2 separate regions of the Sus scrofa genome follow, and region 2 is linked to region 1. The links are chromatin contacts, called in public HiChIP or PLAC-seq maps. All regions are on one chromosome and are shown on one strand. Each heading gives the region's core, a stretch centred on a gene start, on an enhancer-like site or on the middle of the called end of the contact. The rest is flanking DNA. Distances are from core to core; before and after follow the strand shown.

Region 1 (5,260 bases), core at 2,070-4,569:
GCTTTATTGTTCGTAAGTATTTCTAACATTTTCTGCATTTGACTGTGCAATCCATCATCAGATAAAAGTGGGAGAGAAGTGAGTGCCTCCACAGTCTGACCAGAGCCCTGAGGGCACAAGCATGGCTCACCTGGAGCCCTCACCTCCCTCTTGTTAAGGGGGCTCCCATGGCTTTCTCTTTACCACCTCACTTATCTGCAGTTCAAGGTATTTGCTAGCCAGGGGGAATGTCCTGACTTGCTTGATTGGGGAGAAGTGCATAAACTGGTCTTACCATTTTACTTAAACATACCTGTAAGTACTATTGTTGCCCACCTGTGGGAACAAGCATCTAATACCTCCATGTCACATGACACCCATATCCCAGTTACCTGTTAAATTGGGGAGCCTTGGTGGGAAAGATGGGGAACAACATAGGTTTCTTTTCTTAACTGGAATTTGTAGACTCTCGCGGAGAGAAACAGGTTCAAGTCAAACTCAGACACTTCATGAGCTTTGTGACCAAATGACTTCTTAATTTTTCTTAGCAGTTTCTTATCACTCTCAATTTAAAGGCAAGGTTGATAGGGAACTTATAAGAAAAATTAGTGAAAGAATGTCTAAAATACTTAGTGCAGGAGTTCCCCTTGTGGCTCAGTGGTTAAGGGGGGTGACTAGTATCTATGAGGGCTCAGGTTCGATCCCTGGCCTCGCTCAGAGGGTTAAGTATCCCACGTTGCCATGAGCTGTGGCATAGCTCTTCGCAGACGGGTTTGGATCCTGCATTGCTGGCGCTATGGTGTAGGCCCTGGGCTACAGCTCTATGTGCTTCAGGTGCAGCCCTAAAAAGACAAAAAGAGAAAAAAAAATTTTTTTTAAATAGATAAAATAGAATACTTAGTAAGGCGGTGTGATTCCTTACTGACGTTCGTAATATTCATTCAACAAATAGTTAAGCACCCATTGTGTCACCTGATTTTCCCTTCTTTCCTTCCCTTTTGGGGCCTCTCAGTCATACTTGATATTTAGTCTTTCTAAATCATTCGCCTCCTGAAGTTCCGGGGACTCAACTAAATTATTTTCCTGGTGGGGATAGGAGGGAGCCCCTTTCTCTTTCCCATTTATCCTCTACCCAGCATCATAATTTGCTATATGCTGTAAATCGTAATCTTTAAATCAGACTCCAATTTAGGTGATAAGAATCACAATTAATTAGACTAGCCTGTCAAAGATTAAATGTAATCTTGCATTTCAATTATCTCAACGCCAAGGCTTTAGCTCCAGCCATCAGAAGTGCAGCTGTAATGTCTGCCTATGTTTAATAAAGTCTTTGCCTGCTCTTTGTTTCCTGTATTGCTTGTCTAGAAATAAATTAAGTAGGCAGAGGATCTCAGATCCCTTTCATTTGTTTTTAAGCTGTGGGGCAGAAGAGATATAAATGCAAGATGAAAAACTTAAAAGTTACTAAAACCTAATTAGTTCAGAGTATCTGAAAAGATTTGCAAACTTCTTATTTAAATCTGTTGACAGCTCTTTTAATTCCTTCCAACTAGTTATCGCTGATAACAGTATAGTTGTGGCTGAAGATTTACTTTCACATCTCTTCTTTCTACTCCCATTTCCAGTCACCCTTTTTTATTTACTTATTTATTTATTGCCATGCCAGTGGCATGTGGAAGTTCCTGGGCCAGAGATCAAACCTATACCATGGCAGTGATCCAAGCAGCTGCAGTGACAATGCTCAATCCTTCCTTTATTGTCTGCGCCACAAGGGAACTCCACAGTTGCCCTTGTTTTCGTTTTTTTTTTTCTTCCTCCTCCTCCAAAGGAAAAGTCCTTGTTCCCACTAAGCTCCATATCATTCCAACTTCATCTTTCCTTTATATTCAGAAAACTGAAGTATAATAACTCAGACCTTATCAGGGAAAAGTGCAATGTATTTTAAATAATGTGATAATGTAGGTATGACTCATTAGATAACTTCTGAAAAGATATTGAGTGTTTTCATATATAGAAAGGCAAACTGCAGATGTTCACTCTGTTAAATATGCTTCCAGCTTGCCACCTTAAAAAAGTTCCGAGAATTCTTATAATTCTTAATTATAATAATTTCTGGGAGTTCCCACTGTGGTGAAGTGGGATCAGTGGCATCTCTGCAGCATCAGGACACAGGTTTGAATCCTGGGCCTGGCATAGTGGGTGAAAGAATCTGGCATTGCCGAGGTTGCCATGTAGGTCACAGCTGCAACTCAGATCTGATCCTTAACCTGCCAAATCCATATGTTGCAGGGCAGCCTAAAATGAAAAAAAAAGAAAAAAAGTTTCTGGTCTTAAAATTTGCCAGTGCAATTGGCTATTTTAAAAACCTGTTAATAATAATGAAAAAAGATTGCATGAATAATTCGAAGTTAACAGCAGCTACCCATTAGTTTGTGCTTTGCTACATGCTAGGCACTCTGCTTACCCATGTTTGTCTATATATCACTCATTTAGTCCTTGTTATACTTAAAATTATTCTCATGTCACAGATGAAGAAACCGAGGTTCAAGTTAATTAGCATACCCTAAGTGGCAAAACCAAGATTAAAACCCAGCTGTCTTTGGCTTTAAACCTAACAGTTTTAATAATTTATCCACTACTGATTAAACAGGTGTGGTCCAAAATGAAGGAACTCAGAATTGTTTTGTTTGCGGTTTTTAGATGCATTATCTTAGCCAGCATTCGTTATGGCTTTGCCCATAGAACTTGAGAAGTTTAAACGTTCAAGATATTAGCCATATAGGCATAAAGTATGAACGTGCTTATAAGGTGTATTTAAGGAAAGTATTTGGGGTTTTTTTAGATTTTTGCCCACCAGAATGTACATTTTTTTCATTTGAAAGAATGAGGGAGATTGTGTCAGACAGGAGTAAAGTTTTGATTGAGCAACAGTTAAAAGACAAGCATCTTAATTTAATATTGATCCACACTTTGCATATACTTTCTGTGTATTTGTGTTACATTTTAAAAGGTAAGTGGCAGTTTTTTATGTACTTCCAAGCTCCTTCCATCAGTAATGAAATACTTGGCTTGGGCAGTCTCTGGAGTCCAGAATTTCAGCTTAAATTTTCCATTCATCCGTGCCAGGCAGTAACTCTAAAATATCTTTTTTTTTTTTTTTTTTTTTTTTTTAATGGAGAAGGCTCCAAAAGGTGCAGCTGTGTGCTGGTTTCATCTTGCACTTTGTAGCGGTGTTGGCACCGTTTACCGTGAGGAATGCCACTGTCTCCCACACGCCACTGGTGCCCAAGGACTGTTCAGGCCTGTCCGTGTTAGTGGTATGGGAAGGGCCTAAGTTGGGAGAGAAGGGCTCTTCTGTTCCATGTGATTGGTTGTCACCAGGGCAAGTGGGGAGGGGAGAGCGGAGTGGGGAGACCTAGTGGAAAATGCAGCTCTGATGTGTCATCAAAAATTTCTTCTGCAACCTGGGACACCTCGTTCACTGGTGTCCTTGTTAAGGACCAATTCCCCTTTTCCTTTGAAATAATACATGTCTTGGCTTCACCACCGCTTTTAGAGCCTTCTGCTCTTCTTGTCTTCTTTCTCCTTAAGCGATACAGATTTCTTCTGATGAAAAATGATTCCCCAAATGAAAAACTGATGTTGGACTGAAGTAGGGGAGTTGAAAATTCACCCAGAGTTTTAAGAGTAGACTTGGCTATCCAGACATACACACTGGCTACAGCCAGATTTAAAAAAAAAAAAAAAAATTCTTCATTCAGGTGTAAAAGTCTGTCTGGAAGGCGAAATCAAGTGAGAATTGATGTGTCAACTTGATGAGAATCATGCTCTGGTAATTTGTGTTTTGTTTGATAGTCGCCATATATAATCTCTGTATATTTAAATATGCATATTTAGTTATATCACATTTTAGTTTATTGAACTGTGTGATATGGTACTTTATCATGGACTTTTCAGAGGACAACTTGCCAAATTTGGTACTTCCTAGCAACTGTCATTTCCTGTTGGAATTTCCTAAGGTGGGATCTAACAGAAATGTAAATATTGACCTTGTATATTTGATAAAATTAAAGGAATGGTGGATTTTAGGGTTGTTGAAATAATTAGTATTTTGCTTTAGAACGGCATTTTCGACTTTCGCTGCTAATTGATCCTGGTGCCCAAAGTGGAAAATGTGAACTTTAAAGGCTTCTTGTGTAGTGCTTCCTCATTCCCTATGTTTAAACATTTTAAAGGGGAAATGGATTGAATCATAGATATTGTGCTAGAGAATAGGAAATCCTTGAATTGTTACTTTAAAAAGTCTTCTCTCTTTGTAAAATTTACCTTTTAACATTCCCATGGCAAAACTTTGATCAGGTAGGATGGATTTCTCTACTTGGGTAATATACTTTCTTCAATATTAAAAATTCAGTGATATGTTCAGTCAATATAGTACAAAAGGAGTACCTGTACTCCACACTATATGGTCTAGTTTTTTCTTATTAAAATATTCCAGGGTGCACTTTGTGAGGTGTTGTTGCAAGGACCTGGTCGCCATCACAATGCTTTTTAGAAACTTCATGTAGCATTTGAATGAGTAAAACCAGTGGTATTTTGCAGCTCAGGATATGGAAAGGTAACTACCATATTTGCCAGAGACACATTGAAAGGCTAAGGAAATAAGGTAGTGTGCCCCCCACCCCCACCTTCTTCAAGCTGAAGTGAAGAAATAAGAGCAGTAGAAACAACTTTATATGTAGTATTTGCCAACCCAGTAATAGAACAACTGTCAGATGCATATTTCAATCACTGTTAAGTGAAATCTCTAATTATCACTTAACTTCCATATTTGCCTGCAGAAATGATTGTGTTGATAAGATTCTACAAGGCGATAAACCTTGATTAAGTAATTCCATTTTCAGTTGCCAACTTTATTAAAAAAAAAAATGCCTGTGTAATTTATGAAGAACAGGAAGGAGGAACTAGGCATGTTGGTTGGACGAGTGTTGTGTGGATTTGTGGGTTCCTGTGTTTGCTGTTTAGCTTTTAGCTTTCTGGACCTTGGCATGTGCTGTGAGCTCTGTAAGTTTGAGAGGACCATGGAGAAACACTACAGTGAGCCCCCATTAGTAACATGTCCCTACCTTTATGTTTTCCTTCTGTCACCTTATGCTGCTGGGATGATATTTTGCACAGTGTAGAAAGCATTTACGGGGGAGGAGGTTTTTGTGAGCTGATCAGCTCAGGCAAAGGGAAGTAGTTGATCATTTGTCAGAGGAAATGAAATGTTGTGCTCTTT
Region 2 (5,260 bases), core at 1,148-3,647, 550 kb after region 1:
GATGGACACATTGCAGAGGGGTCACAACAAAGCGGGAGCCTGGATGTGAGGAGGAACCCAGCAGGAACAAAAGGGGGAAGTCATCCCGGGCAGAAAGGAAGAGTGTGTGCAAGGACACGGGGGCCTGAATGAATGTGTTACTCCCTGGTGGCTGCAAGTGGTGCACAGGTGTGGAAAACAGGAGTGGGTGTGTCTGGAGATAGCACTGGGCAGGTAGACTGGGCAGCTTAGAAGACTTATCGGTCTCTAAGGAGTTTGCATTTCACCCTTCAACTTGCAACAGGAAGCCCCTGGGGGTTTTTAACAGGGCGGTAATGGAAGGCCAAGTTCACATCACAGGGATCACTTACGACATTGTGTGGGACATGGGCTCAGGGAAGAGGGAGCCAGGAGACCCATGAGTGCCCTAGCAATTCTTCAAGTGAGAGAGGATTAGGCATTGAACACAGATTGAAGAGACTTTGGGAGACTGGATAGAATTAGGGGAAGAGAGGGGTGTAGAAGAAGAAGGTATTTAAAATTATTTCAATATGTTGGTCTTATTCACCAGAACTATCCGGCAAAAGGAAGGACTCATTTGGAGTTCCCGTCGTGGCACAGTGGTTAATGACTCCAACTAGGAACCATGAGGTTGCGAGTTCAATCCCTGGCCTTGCTCAGTGGGTTAAGGATCCAGTGTTACCGTGAGCTGTGGTGCAAGCCACAGATGCAGCTCGGATCCCGAGTTTCTGTGGCTGTGGTGTAGGCCAGTGGCTACAACTCTGATTAGACCCCTAGCCTGGGAACTACCATATACCTCAGGAGCGGCCCTAGAAAAGTCAAAAAGACGAAAAAAAAAAAAAAAAAAAAAAAAAAAAAGGAAGGACTCACTTCCTCTGGTAAGCCTAAGAGCACATCATGGACACAAACAGATGATCTAAAGCACAATGAACACACAACTACAAACTTAGGGAGCCCTGTGAAAGCAAACCTTCATTCCTGTGGCCAGCTGCCTCTCACTGCTTCGCCTCCCATTCTTCTCACAAGGGTTCAATATATAGAAAGGCCTTCATGAAAGCTGGTCCTTCTACCTGCTGCGCTGTCCTTGCCCAGCCCTCAATGCACAAGGACAGGCTGTCCCCAACTCCTTTGTGTGTGTGCTACAGAGAATCCTTTTCTTTGGTTTGCTAAAATATAATTTCAGTAGTTTATCATGGAGCTTTATTTTTTTAAAACCACAGTGAGAGCAACCAGTCCTCTAAAGACCCCTGAAACCCTTATGTGTCCTTAATTGATCCACAGGTCTGAGTGCTGCCAGGCAGTCCACCTGGGTCAGCTGAAACACATCCACATGCGGCCCGCCTGCCCCAACCCAAGCCATGTGGTCAGCCAAGTCTGTCAGTGATACCCTCTGAGCCCAAGTGTTTGCAACTAATTGCCTGCAGGTCACAACCAGAGAGTACACATTTATCCCCACTACCAGAGAAAGCATTTAGTTTTAGTTTTCCATTACAGCCTTTACTGATAAATCTGTATGGACATATTAGCTACCAAAAGGTTCATCATCTCATTGTTTGCAAGAGCAATAAGTTGCAAACCATCTGAATTTCCAACAACAGCACACACAAAAATTAAAGTCCATCTATAGAATAGAATAGTATATAGCTCCTAAAAATGCTGTTTCATAGAAGGATCAATGGATAGGACAAGATGCTCAACACAGAATGCTTTCTAGAACGTAAGCTCCATGAAAGTAAGGGATTTGTGTTGTTCATCAGTGCACACCCAGTGCCTAGAACAAGACTAGGTACATGGTAGTCATTCTTTAGATATCTGTTTATTGAATCAATATAAGAAGCAGGTAAGGAGATGACAAAGAGTATGGTTCCATTTCTATAAAAAGACACACACACATACACAAAAGGATGTGGAAGGATATACAACCAAATGTCACTTGTAGCTTTCTCTGGAAGGGTGAGATTTTTATATTCTCATTTTCTCTCTATTTTTTTTCTGCTCATAGTTCAAGGTGCTATTCTAACAAGGGCCAAAACCAAAAGGAAATTATTGGGGGAACCCATTACAAACTCAGCTCTTCTTGCTCAAGTTCACCTATGAAACCACTGTCCCTTACTTGCCAGAATAGTATGACACTAAGCACAGTCTAAGTCCCTGTAGCTTATATCGAACTTGCCCCCTTGGCTTTAACCTCATGTCAGCCTGGGTTCCATGAAGGGCCCTCAGGCCCCAGCACTCTTGGCAGAGCCTCATCTATGTCTCCCATGACTAAGCTCTGTCAGTTTCCAATTCATCCCAAACAGGAAAAGGACATTTTACTCCTCTCTTCATATAAACAGACTGCCCACGTTTAGAGGGCATCCTCCCGTCCTTACTGCACCAAGCATGACAGTGTGAACACTTTTCACTCAGTTTCTCCAAGGGCAATTGAACAAGCACCTAAAGATGTCACCTGCCAGGGCCTCATCCTGTTAAATGATGACAGCCCTAGAGGAGAACAGGGCAAGCAAAAACACTAAAACTTTGTAAAATCAGCTTGCGTGAAGTTGCCCCCGTACCAGAGCTGGTGCATGTAATCCTCCCCTGGCTGAGCTAATTGGTTTAGATCACGGATGATTTTACAGCCCCAGAAACCATTCTCTGATTGCAAGAATGAGAGGTGCCAAATGATCTTAAACCACAGCACAGACGGGCCCAGTGCCACCAGAAGAATATTTGGGGAAAGAGCTATTTTAAACGAATGCTCCTGTGGGTATAAGGATACGTTTCTGTCTAGACGCCTGGTAACACCTGTTGCTCTCTCATCCTGCCCCCTGTCTACCTCCCCCCTTGACAGCAATGTAGCCAAGACAAACCATGGCCACCTGACAGAGCCCAGAGACGTGGCCACGTGAACAGCAGACCCTGGCAGCCCAGACATCGCATGCTCTGGCGCAACCTGTCAGACCAGACAGCTCTGCTGCCAGGTGTCAAGGAGCCACTGGAGGGCAGGGAACAGACCTGGAAGCCAAGACTTTAAATTTTCAGATGGCAAGAGAAAGGAGGCTTCTTCCTGAGTGAATTATGGCTTTGGTTCTGGTATGCAGATCAGCATCAAGCAAGTGGAAGGAGAGGAGGGCAGCACTCCTGTCCAATCCAATCCAGCCCTCTCTACCTAACTGTCCCCAGTAAGTTGTCTAGCCTATCCTTGAATCCATATGGTGACAGGAAATTCACTATCTCATGAAACAGCTCATTTTATTGAGAAGCAGTCTTCACTGTACTGAGCTGATCTATTCCTGTAAACTGTGCTCCCCTCGTTACACTTTAGAAAGCTACAAAGGAAGACAGGAGTTCCCATCATGGTACAGCAGAAACGAATCTGACCAGGAACCATGAGGTTGCGAGTTTGATCCCTGGCCTCACTCAGTATGTTAAGGATCCAGTGTTGCCATGAGCTGTGGTGTGGTTGCAGACATGGCTTGCATCTGGTGTTGCTTTGGCTGTGGCGTAGGCCAGCAGCTGTAGCTCCAATTAGCCCCCTAGCCTGGGGACCTCCATATGCCAAGAGTGCAGCCCTAAAAATCCAAAAAGAAAGTAAGTAAGTAAGAAAGAAAGAAAGAAAGAGAAAGAAGGGAGGGAGGGAAGGAAAGAAGGGAGGGAGGGAGGGAAGGAAGGAAGGAAGGAAGGAAGGAAAGTTACAAAGGAAGAGTCTCATATTTCTCTCATGTAATTCAAATCAACATAGTTTTCTGTGTTAACCACATAACATGCAGCTTAACACACAGGGGTAAGTGAGTGCTGGAACCCTGGGGGAATTTGCCAATTCTTGGCAGATTAGAGTCTGGGTTTTAATAAGACAAGAACCTGAGTTTTAGGGACAAGAGACTAAGCCTTGGCTTGGGCAAGGTTGGAGGTCAGATCTGAGACCACTGCATAAAGCTAGGATTCCCAAAGGACTGTCCTCAGAGGAAAGAAGAAACAGTATCACACCAAAAGTCTATAAGGATATTGTCTGATTCAGACACCTATAGTCACTTAATCTTAGACAAAGGAGGCAAGAGCATAAAATGGGGAAAAGACAGTCTTTTCAGCAAGTATTGCTGGGAACCTGGACAGCTGCATGCACATCAGTGACACTAGAACACACCCTCACACCATGCACAAGAATAAACTCAAAACAGCTGAAAAACTTAAATATAAGACAAGATACCATCAAACTCCCAAAAGAGAACATAGGCAAAACATTCTCTGACATCAACCTCATGAATATTTTCTCAGGTCATTCTCCTAAGGCAACAGAAATAAGAGCAAAAATAAACCAGTGGGACCTAATCAAACTGACAAGCTTTTGCACAGCAAAGGAAACCAAAAAGAAAACAAAAAGACAAATTACACAATGGGAGAAAATAGTTTCAAATGATGCAACTGACAAGGGCTTAATCTCTAAAATATATAAGCAACTTATATAACTCAACAGCAAAAAAGCCAACCACCCAATGGAAAAATGGGCAAAAGACCTGAATAGACATTTCTCCAAAGAAGATCAATGGATGGCCAACAATCACTTGAAAAAATGCTCAGCATCCTTGATTATTAGAGAAATGCAAATCAAAACTACCATGAGATACCACTTCACACCAGTCAGAATGCCCTTCATTAATAAGTCCACAAATAAAAAATGCTGGAGGGGGTGTGGAGAAAAGGGAATCCTCCTGCACTGTTTGTGGGAATGTAAGCTGGTACAACCACTATGGAGAACAGCATGATGGTACCTTAGAAAACTATACATAGAACTACCATATGACCCAGAAATCCCACTCTTAGGCATATATCCGGACAAAACTTTCCTTAAAAAAGACACATGCAGTCGCATGTTCATTGCAGCTCTATTCACAACAGCCAAGACATGGAAACAACCTAAATGTCCATCAACAGATGATTGGATTAGGAAGATGTGGTATATATACACAATGGAATACTACTCAGCCATAAAAAAACACAAACTAATGCCATTTGCAGCAACATGGATGGAACTAGAGACGCTCATACTGAGTGAAGTAAGTAAGTCAGAAAAAGAAAGACAAATACCATATGATATCACATATCTGGAATCTAATACATAGCACAAATGAACCTTCCCAAAGAAAAGAAAATCATAGACTTGGAGAATAGACTTGTGGTTGCCAAGGGGGGAAGGGGAGGGAGTGGGATGGACTAGGAGCTTGGGGTTAATAGATACAGACTATTGCCTTTGGAATGGATTAGCAATGAGATCTTGCTG

The links. HiChIP or PLAC-seq counts read pairs in DNA pulled down with a chosen protein or histone mark.
Region 2: an H3K27ac HiChIP or PLAC-seq map of skeletal muscle shows a contact between it and region 1. The contact joins two enhancer-like sites. A contact is called at or near these places in 2 of 47 Hi-C or Micro-C datasets (embryonic fibroblasts and skeletal muscle) and 1 of 2 datasets of contacts at active chromatin or transcription factors (skeletal muscle).

What each region holds. Positions count from the first base shown.
Region 1 is chr16:46,487,937-46,493,196 of Sscrofa11.1, forward strand. The region is part of intron 2 of PIK3R1 (phosphatidylinositol 3-kinase regulatory subunit alpha); the gene reads left to right. Among named protein-coding and RNA genes, the nearest start is that of PIK3R1, 56 kb to the left of the region's middle. Within about 2 kb of position 3,320, at least 3 of the 83 cell types and tissues checked have an H3K27ac peak or open chromatin away from gene starts, as enhancers often do. A contact at or near this core is called in skeletal muscle, where this site is marked.
Region 2 is chr16:47,039,269-47,044,528 of Sscrofa11.1, forward strand. No RefSeq gene overlaps it. Among named protein-coding and RNA genes, the nearest start is that of SLC30A5, 240 kb to the right of the region's middle. Within about 2 kb of position 2,398, at least 3 of the 83 cell types and tissues checked have an H3K27ac peak or open chromatin away from gene starts, as enhancers often do. A contact at or near this core is called in skeletal muscle, where this site is marked.